Linked DNA regions of Zea mays: region 2 is linked to region 1. A link is a contact called in public Hi-C data. All regions are on one chromosome and are shown on one strand. Each heading gives the region's core, a stretch centred on a gene start, on an enhancer-like site or on the middle of the called end of the contact. The rest is flanking DNA. Distances are from core to core; before and after follow the strand shown.

Region 1 (5,327 bases), core at 746-3,245:
CAGTATTGCCACCATACAAAGATATGGTTGCTTCATAGCTCATCAAGAATTGCTTCGGGTCTGAATGACCGTCGTACATGGGGAGCTGGGGTGGCTTGTAAGACTAGGGCCATGGTGTAGCCTACAGTTCTGTTGACAGAGGAGAAGCATCATCAAAAGCAAAATTTCCATGATGGAAATCTTCATACCAGTCGTCCTCATTGTAGAAGCCCTCCTGATGGAGCTCTCTGCGCGGAGGCCTTCGATTCTGGTCATCTTGAGCAAGATGACGAACTTCTTCCGAAGCTTCATCTATCTGCCTCTGTAGGTCAGCTAGACGAGCCATCTTTTCCTTCTTTCGTTGAACCTGCTGATGGAGCATCTCCAAGTTTTGGATTTCTTGATCCAAGTCGTCCTCCGGAGGCGTTGGACTGGTGGCCTTCCTCTTCTGGCTTCGTGCCTCCCTAAGAGAAAGGACATCCTGATTGGGATCTAGCGGCTGCAGAGTGGCAGCCCCTGTGGCTGAAGCTTTCTTCGGCGGCATGACGAAGGTGATGCTTGCCGAAGATGTTCAAAACTCAAAAAATGGACGTGAGTTCACCGGAGGTGGGCGCCAATGTTGGGGACTTGTTCTCAAATGCTTCGGACTAAGAACAAGGCGACATAAAGAATGTTAAATGTTAAAGTCCTTCGTCCTTCAAGACATTATGTTCCTTCGGATATAATGAATTCCGGACGAAGGTTACGAAGGAAAAGACCTTCGTAAGCTCGATAGATGATAAAGAAGAATGCGTATATGAAATACAAATAATATTGCAGATATTATCATCAATTTATTTTTTATTTGCATTATCATATCCATAATAACAAATTATAAATGTACCTTCAGACTGACGGAAAGTAAAGGTACATGCGTGATGCGAAAAGCGGATGCCAAGTCAGCGTGAACAGTACGGGAGTACTGTTCATCTATTTATAGGCACGGGACGCAGCCCGTGTAAAATTACATTAATGCCCTTTACATTTATCAATAACTCTATAGTAATTCTTCGAGGTCTAATTTGGCTTTTCATCTTTAAGTCGGTTCCCCTTTTCTGCTGTCATGCCGAAGCTTTTCTGCGTATAGCTTCGTGATTGTCTTATCCTTCGTCATGATCGCCTTTCATCCCACTTCAAGCTTCGTCTTGACCATACTCTTGTATACCCGTAACCCGATTCCGAAGATAGCTGTTCGCATATTTCACTTGGAAAACATTGTCAAATCATGTTTTTGAGGACCTTCGGAAGTCGAAGGCCCCAACAATCACATCTTACACTAGGGTGATATTGTATTGTGTAAAAACTGTCCTCCCTTTTGAGTACGTTTTTTTCAACTTCAATGTGAATGTTAAATTTCATATTGCTAGAAGATTCATGGCAATATTTGAAGAAATAAATAAAGATTATGCAACGACAGATATTTGTTGGAAAATATTCATGAGTAGCAGACGTAACGTTTGCTGTTTGCAACCCGAGTAGAGATGGCAATGGGGCCCCGATCCCCGATTCCCCGCGGGGAATTCCTCCATTAGGAGATGGGGATGGGGAAGGTTCTCCCCCCGCGGGATGTAAACGGGGGAAAATCCTCCCCCGATGGGTAAACGGAGACGGGGATGGGGACCCGTTAAACTTATATATGATAATGTTTTCATGTAATATATAATGATAAAAATAAATAATTACATTGTTAAGAGATAACTCGTTGTATAAATATGTTATTTTGATGTACACATAATGAGTTCTAACATCTGACAATGTATATAAGTGATAATGTTTTATATTAATAACAAAGAAAGTATGTCATAGTTATAATTTAAACGGGGACGGGGATCCCCGATGGGGATTTATCCCCGCGGGGAACGGGGATGTGGAAGAAATCCCACGCAAGAGTTCGTGGGGATCCCCGCGGGGAATTTTTTTTGTCGCGGGGACAGGTACGGGAAGCCAAAACCCGACGGGTTGCCATCCCTGAACCCGAGGCAGCCATGCCGATGCGTGTTTTTTTTCGAAAACGAAAAAGGAAAACCATTATGCGTTTCCGAGTATCGAGCGTCTCCTTGACGCGGGCGCCCGGAGCCATCTCCACCGTCAGTGGCGAGATCGGACGGCCTGCTGGAGGTGTTGGGCCCATCCGTCCCCGGGTACTCATTCCCTCTTCAATACAAAACCAGCCGCAGTTCTCCATTTTCGAGCGCAGAAGCGAGAGATATCCGGAGCAGCCGCAGTCCACCGACCCCGCCGCCGGTCGCCCTCCATCTCCTCGCCGCCGGTCGCCCTCCATCTCCTCGCCGCTGCCTCTCGGTAAGGCCCTTTCCTTTGCCCGCTCAACCCTCGGTTCGTTGTCTCGCTTCCATGTCCTGATTTGCGCCGTAAGCGCCCGTATCTAGCCGCAAGGTTGAGATTCGCGTCCATTTCTGGCTTCCGAGCGTCCGTTGGTTGTCGGTAGACGCGCATCTGTTGAATTTTGTGACTCACCGTCGTCGATCCGCAGGGTATCCCCTCCCTAGGGACCGTGGATGCGGCTGTTGCGGCTGTACGCATTAGATTCTTCGGAGTATGTTGCGGCTTAGATTCTCCAGAGAAAGATGGAGATCTGTTGTGCATTGCGGTTTTCGGTGGTTGATCCGTCGATTTTTTTCGTTTCATGTTATGTCTAGGTTAGACCTAATTGTTTAGGTAACCTCGTATCACTGGATGCGTATCTCCCCAGATGGTTCACGTTTGCGTAGAAGCTTGTGAATCCTGGGCTTGGTCATCTTTTTTCTTCAGTGGCGCGACGCTGCCAAGAAGCCAAGTTCCTGGGGCGAAGAGATTGAGGAACGGGAACTCGGGTCGAGGATCACTATTTTTTGGAGGCATGGAACAAAGGGGCTATAGCTCCTTGTATGCTCTATTTGATAACCAGAACGCCAACCGTAAAATTTTGGAACGATAATGTGGAACGAGGTTCCCAAAACAGCCAACTAGTAAATATTCCTGTATAGAAAAAAATAATTCAAAGCAACGTGACATGATTAACAATTTGTCCATGTAATATGAGCACATGGTTGGCGATCCCTTTGTCTTATTGCTTTGCCAGTCCTCTGACCTCCGCTCCTCCAATATCCATGCGGTGCTTCGCTTCCGCGAAGGTACATGCCCCTTGCTTGTGCAGGATGATGGTTTATCCGACATCCTACTTGGGTGAGGGTCGTGTCCCAACCATGGTTCCATACGATGTTCCATATGGTCCCGTTCCCGATCAGGCCACGAAACCGATCAGGCCACGGAACGTGGAACCCCACATGCTTCCATGTTCCCGGTTTCATAGAATTGTACAAGGACTTGTCGTATATTACTAGCCAAATTTACTTTTACAAAATGATTTAGCTAGTCTCATGGAGTTGCTGTCATGCTGTGGTTAGAATACCGTATATAGTCACACAAACAATGGTTTGCACGGCAAACCGTATTGTTTACAAAGTTGGATTTGAAATAGAAGATGAGATAAGTAATACGACTAAAAATAGCCTTAGAAGAGTAGCTTAGAATACGAGTGAGTTTTTTTATAGGTACGTGAGAACTGTGTCTAAACTATATTTGTAAAATATACTTAAAATTCAATATACAAATTAAAGTAAGGCATAATAAACAAGAAGAAAGACAAAAACAATTAAATTCAGTCAAGACAAAAAGCAAAGAACCTGGTCTGAAATGGCAAAATATGTTAACTAGGCGAAAAGCATACAGTCATATGGGCCGAAAGAACTAACTGGGCCGCGTGGTCTAACCAAGGAAGGGAAGGGATACTATAAAATGAACTTTAAAATGAAGTTATGACTATGTGCTGCAGAAGCAGCATTGCCTGTTTCATCTGATATTGCTTCAATCAAGCAAACTGAACCAGTTGCTGACAGTGCTGTATCAGAGTATCCAATGGGTGAACAAAATCTCGAGAAGTGAAATGAATCTCTGAGAGCAGCAGAGTTTCTTTCACGTGGTGGTGGACCATTACTGCATTCTAAATCAAGAGCAAAACCAGACAAAATTGATTCTTTGAGTGTATAAATGGCTGGCATTTACAATTGTCAAGGCTATCCATAAAAAGTATGAAATTATTAAGGTTTCATCATTTGGTAACTCACACTGACACCTTGATATTTTAATAACAGACTATAAAGGGATGTTTTAAGGTGCAGTCACTTTTAGGCCTTCCTAGTATAAGCATCTCATTATGAGGGAAAACAAGTATTTGACCTAAGTAATATATAATCACATTCTAAATAATAAATGCACTGCTTCGGAGCGCATGACTTCCTTGTATGTTCCAACCTCTCTTAAGGCACTTATAAATTTGGTCATTACAGGCCCTGGAAAGGAGATGAAAATTCAGTATGCTCAGTAGAAGAACTGGCGACACTAAGCTCAACTGTACTCCTATGTGGGTTGTTGCCAGACAAGCAAGGCACTGCACCTGCCACAGAATCAATCAGGTCAAATTATTGTACGTCTGATGATTATACCCATTCCAAATGTGTCATTAAAAAATAATTGTACACACCAGGTGGTTAAGTACATCTAACTCCATACCTCACGGTTGTATCATCTTCTTCTCTACCAATCCAAAGTCACAAATTAGCTTCCCTACATACTACGTGTAAGATTTGGTTAAGCTAGCACTCATCAAGTTTTTTTTCTCATCATCTATACAAATCAAAACTTTAAATAAAAAACAAAATAGTCCATTTGAAGAACCTATTTTCCTCTTTTTTGAGTTTAAGGTTATTTCATTCCCCAAGCATCAAGAGACCCACAGCCTGATGCCAGAATCAGTAACATCAACTGTTTACATCAACTCTCTGTCTCTCTTGTTACATCCAAATTTCAGCACATAACCAGCCATTACTCTGACCATACCAGTACAAAAACAACCGGAACAGATAACTATTCAACATTTGCAACTTGCTACTTTAGACCTTGTACAATTTTCTTACACGCAAAAATATTTATTTTCCTCTTTTGTTTTTGTTTATTTTTCCCATTTGATGATTAAAAATTTTCATGGACATCAACTAATGCAGCCTATGTATGTATACCAACCGTAAAAAAACTTAGAACAGACTAAAAAAGTAGCATCATGATATTTTACATTGCCGTCGAACTGATAGGTCGGAGCCGCCATGTCGAGAGCTGTTCTGCCCGGCGGTGGCCACGACGGACTCCTCGTGCAGAGTGACGGGCCAGCTCCGCCACCACCTTGGACATGATCCGCCTCACATGCTCTATGGATAGGAAGACGAAGAAGCGAGCTTGGACTGGATCTTGACCAC
Region 2 (5,327 bases), core at 2,119-4,618, 220 kb before region 1:
GTGATCTAGTCGTCCAGGTTTGTAGATTAATAGCCGGGGTGCACCTCTCTAATCGCCACCGTCGGGTATAGTTGGAGAGGGGGTCCAAAACGACTGAGGCAAGCGATTGGATGTTCTGGACGCCGACAATGGGTGCATGGAGGTTGGCGACGATGGGGGCCTCATGGATCACAACTGCCTCTAAAAAGAAGGCGATGGGGGGGCTAAGCTAGCTTGAGAGCAGTGGTGGCCGCACACTCTAGGGCAACGACGACTGCTTGTTCCTTCTCCAGGGCTTTAGCTGCAGCAAGGACTCAGGCACAGGCATCGACAGGAGCCTTGGCGGCAACGGCATTGGCTACAAGGTCAGCCTTCTCCTTCTTAGCGACGGTCTCCTTGGCGCGTTACACAGCCTCCTCTCAAGCACGAGCAGCGGCAAGCTCGGCCTCACTTGGGGCTGGCGGCGTTGGTGACATGGTGGAGATGAGGCGTCGATGGGAGAGGAGAGGAGGGTGGAGCACGGCGGCTAGGGCAGGCGTCTAGCCATCTAGGGTAGGGTTAGGCGGAAGCGAGGGCCACAGGATTGTGATCGTCCTCTTATGCCATGATAGAAAGCCTATGGATAATTGTAGGAGATATGGTGTTACACATGAATAATTGTAGGAGATATGGTGTTACACATGAATAATTGTTGGGGATATGGTGTTGCACATATATAGACAAGGATAGCCGAGGGTTTATAGAAACAGAACCAATTAATAGAGATCCTTGCCTAATAGAGATCGGTCTATCTATTCTAGCCATATAGGCATGCTACGCTATACAGGGGTCCTAGCAATAATAATATATTCCAGCAACTGCAAACAGACCACAACTGTGAAGCAAAATAGGAAGCTAAAATGCTCTTCTCATATGTCTGGTGAGAGCTTAAGGATAAATATTAATGGAAATGTTGGAAGCTGAGTTGCAAAATTAAATGGAAAATTGACTATAAAATGGTATAGACAAAGCAATTTGCACTGACCTGAAATACCAGCTTGATCATTTGTACATGCAATGCTCTGCTGGCTACAAGGTCTACAGCAAGCAGGAGATGAATATATCACGACTAACAAATAAATGAGCCAAATAAAGTGGTTTCAGTGGAACCAGAGAGGGACAAACGTTTGATCTGGCTCAAGGTACACTGCCGTTCCATAAGAGCAATGTTCCAAAAGGATATCTTCTTGCTGGTAGGGTGCTTCATCTGACAAGGAATTTATTGTATCTGATGTAAAATTTTCAATTAGCAAATACTAGAGGCACTGTTTAAGCATATATAATGAAAAATACAAACCTAGATTATTTAAAGTGTGGTGCATACCACAATTTAAGCTCTGTGGTTTATCAGTGCAGAGCAATGAAATTTCTGCTACCTGAAATATGGAACAACAGAAACATGCATAACTATGATAGCAAAGATTAGCAGAAGAGAGGGATTTTGAAACATAGCTAGGAGCTGGTGAACAACCTCAGGTGTGACGAAAGGTGAACCGGTTTCATGAGTCCCAACTTCTGACTGACTAGACTCCAAAGGGTACTCCAATGTGCGCCGCCGCTTTGATTCCCGAGATTCCTCCAGGTCCAGGGTCTCCTTGCATGTGATATCTACTCAAGTAACGGACACTTTAAGCTATGCATTCAAGAGTGCTAGCAATGATAATTGCCACAACAAAAAGCTTTGTACCATCAAGGTCAGCGAAGAAATCACGGCAGTATCTCAATGGGGTTTGATTTCCAAGCAATCCCAACAGCTCATTGTCATCTTGATTGAGGCAATCCCACACAAATTTAGTAGCATCTGCTGTAAAAAAAAGATGAGACATGATGAAAAAGGAAGTCCAAACAGGTACTTTAAAGTTTGTTTGTGACATAGATGCAGGTTATGGATGTGAATGAAAGTACCATGACTTGAATCGTTAGGTTCACAATGCTGTTCTGTCCAATCCCAAAGACTGCGGAAAGCGTTACAGTATCATGTATAAGTATAATAAATTGCCAAAAATAGTGCACCAGAATAGCAAGTCAAATTACAAGCATTCAGTTCAGGAAAGAGTTAAAGGCAGGGTATAAGTTCAACCACAAACACTTAAGACAAGCCATGTTAATGAGCTTCTTTTGTACGTTTTACGCAGATTTTCACCTGATTCTACTTTGTTATGTAAGGTCAATTAGCCACTGAAACAAACAATCTAAGGCCCTGAAGTATGCATAAGCTATACACTAAATTAATTTCTGGAAATCACACATTAGAACGAACAGCACACACACGCCCCATTCCGGCCCCTGTGAACCCATATTATGTCCCATCAAAGCTTTGGCACTGGCATCAGCCTAATTCTCAACTGAGCCGGGTACAAATTGAATCAGGTAAACCTAAGGCGAGTCATGAAGATATTCTTGTAGGTAGTAGACAGCTTTTGATTTAAGTTTTGACATTGAAGGTCAATTATCTAATGAAACAAAGAATTAAGGGCTAGCAACACAGGAACTCTATTACCATCGACCTGGAACTACAACGAACAGCATACATCAGTCCAATATCCTCCCCATCCAAGCTATAGCAGCGGCATCAGCCTAATCTCTGATTCAGATATATACAAACAAATCGGCAGCTCATAGCGTGCACTGTCACATAAGACCATCCGAACCAGCTGATCGAATACTCGAATCCAATTCAACATGGAACGAGCACCCAGGACCCAGAGTCAAGGACCGGCGGATGGATCATCCCAATCCGCCAACACCGGCACACCAGATCGCTGCCTCAGTAGGATTTCTCTACTGCTAGATCGCCGACGTGAGCCAACAGCCGCCGAAATCCCTCGGCGACTGCGCGGATCTCAGCTCGCCAGCACGACCGCGCGAGGTCTCATAATATCCAACGACGGCGGCGCATCGGTCCCGAACCAAAACCTTCCCCCAATCCCACACCAAGTCCCCCGAAACACGGAGCAGCAACAAAAACGCGAGCGGAGACCAGTCCCCAAAGACGCGGATCAACGCACACGACTCGGGGCCCCCTCACCCACATTTGGCCATGGTCGTCGGCGCTTCCACCGGCGGCGCCGCCGCCATGGTACGACGGGTCCATCGGGCCGACGCAACTAGCCGTTACAACGATCTCCACCTTCTCCCCCTCGACAATCGGATTTGAGTGTCTACTCTGCGAGATGCGATGGCGAGACCGAGAACATACTGCTGCACACTCCCCAACTGCAGCTGCGCTCACGGTTGCGCCGCATTTGTAGTCCGAGGGATGAAGAGGGGTTGGTCAGAAATGGGAAGAGGGACGTGGGCACGAGATGGGCTGAGAAGGCCGTTGGGCACGACCGCACGACCCGTCGGCCTTCGCGCCGCGTGCCCAGCTCAAATCCCTCGCTCTTTGCCTGTGTCTCTCTCTCTCTTGGTGGGCGCGTGGCGCCAGAGCCGGTGCAAAGAATTGATGGCCTTCAAAAAGCCCAGCGTGCCAACTGCCAAGCCAGCCATTAGCACACTCCACAAGTCCAACTATAGTAGATTTTCATTTTTATATTTACAAATATTTGAATTTTCAAAATTAGACCTCAGAACTGAAAAATTACAAAAATAGATATTTGTTGCCCCACCAATGAGCGACATGGACCTTATAGTACAAATTTTCAAACTTTCTTCGCACCGGGTCCCTTAGGGACTTGCCACATTAGGAGGGGCGGTTGCCCTTGTGGAGGGACAATGGGTATCTATCACCTAGTGGATGGATTGCATTCTCCTAGGGTTTTATTTTGAAGCTCGAGGATTGCATTCTCTCCATTTCAACTCTCTTGTTACCATTGTTTGTGCACTATGCAAACAAGCATTTTCAATCTTTTTTGTTATATATAAGTTGTGACCCTAGCACAGATCTCAACAACACGGGCATTCATATGGATGCTAGCAGCCATGTAGCGCTTCCTAAAGTACTCTGCATAGCCATACAAGATGAACTCCATTATACCCACAAATGGGAGGTATGTATACTACACATGACCATATTATAACACTTTGGTTGATTGCCTAGATGTCATACCGGCTCTCTTCTATATCATACAAAAATGATTGATTCTTCTTCGGCACATTTTGAATCTAATGTGAGAATTGTTTTCTAGCAGTGACCCCTTCTAATTGTCTTCTATTCGAGATGGAGGCTCTTGCCTTTTTCTACTCTGCGGTCATATCATCTAGCGTCTTCCAAATAGAATTGATTTTTCCTTTGCTAGTATTGTATGCAAAGTGATAGAGGGCAAGGTCTGATCTTCCGAGAGGTAGGATAACTTGACTGGGTGGAGATCTCGACGTTGATGATCCAAGGCTCCAAACGAATGGCTCCTCGTAATCACTACACCGCGGCTTCGTTGGTTATCACCCGTGACACACGAGTGACCTCGCCACAAAGGATTATCCTTGCAAGCGCAATCAAGAACACAAGCAAGAATAGGAAGAACGCAACCAAAACTGAGTTGATTACGAGAAGGCGTCTCACAAGCCGATATGGCGACACTTTCAATGACATAATGATCTAAGCAAAACCCCAAACCTTAATAAATAGAGTATTAGGGCGTGTGTGACCCCTGGCCTTGCCCTTAATGGGCTTCGACGCGATACACGTCCCAACGGCCGAACAGACGGTGTCACAGCACCAAAACAGAATCTGAACACTGACTTATTTCGACGATTCATGTTGACTCCGGATGAATTTTAAGGTGGGACCAGTTGGGTTGGTTAGATAATCTTCTTATATTTCCAACCATATCAAGTCTGTTGCAATCGGAGTCCGGATGCGTCCTAGGCATCTATTTTAGTGCACACTGGTCCTGGAACCCGAGATGGAATCGCAGCCGAGTCGGACTTGATCTCCTTCCTGTTATGGATGCCCTTGCTACTCCTTCTCAACACCTTGGCCTTTCCCAGGTCCTTACTGATCCTCTCTAAGGTTCTGTGGGGGATGGATATCCCTCGGGTCCACTCAGGGGCAAAAACTTCGCTCGGGGCCACATGGCAGTCGCCCCTTTGTGGCATCCCGCCGTGGGCCAGGCGAATGGAAACAATGGAAGTAGGTCGACCTCAGGGCTTGAAGGGCTCACGTCCGAGCTAGTCATGGCTTAGACGTGATCATGCCGAGGTCGTTCGCTTTTCCGGCGCCCGACATCCTAAGACATCGGGGATAGCTCGGCGCAGAGGCGCCGGATTTTCCTCGGAACAGGGGAAGTTGTTTGCTACTAATTAGGAGATAAGTAGGAAGAGTGCAATCAACATGTGTGCGGGAAGTACCTCACGGTCGTGTATATAAG

The links. A called contact is a pair of places that touch in the nucleus more often than the background predicts.
Region 2: a Hi-C map of ear shows a contact between it and region 1, with 2.4 times the contacts expected there. The contact joins the promoter of LOC100277514 here to the promoter of LOC103648739 in region 1. A contact is called at or near these places in 5 of 25 Hi-C or Micro-C datasets (ear, endosperm, leaf and 1 more).

What each region holds. Positions count from the first base shown.
Region 1 is chr2:77,873,392-77,878,718 of Zm-B73-REFERENCE-NAM-5.0, reverse strand. It overlaps LOC103648739 (dnaJ homolog subfamily C member 2), which reads left to right and starts at 1,995. Exons shown (of 2, transcript XM_020548342.3): 1 at 1,995-2,319.
Region 2 is chr2:78,094,925-78,100,251 of Zm-B73-REFERENCE-NAM-5.0, reverse strand. LOC100277514 (Protein XRI1) reads right to left here and starts at 3,368. Exons shown (of 9, transcript NM_001374010.1): 1 at 3,051-3,368; 2 at 1,924-1,973; 3 at 1,706-1,819; 4 at 1,490-1,626; 5 at 1,316-1,394; 6 at 1,144-1,246; 7 at 1,004-1,056. The coding sequence starts at 3,112.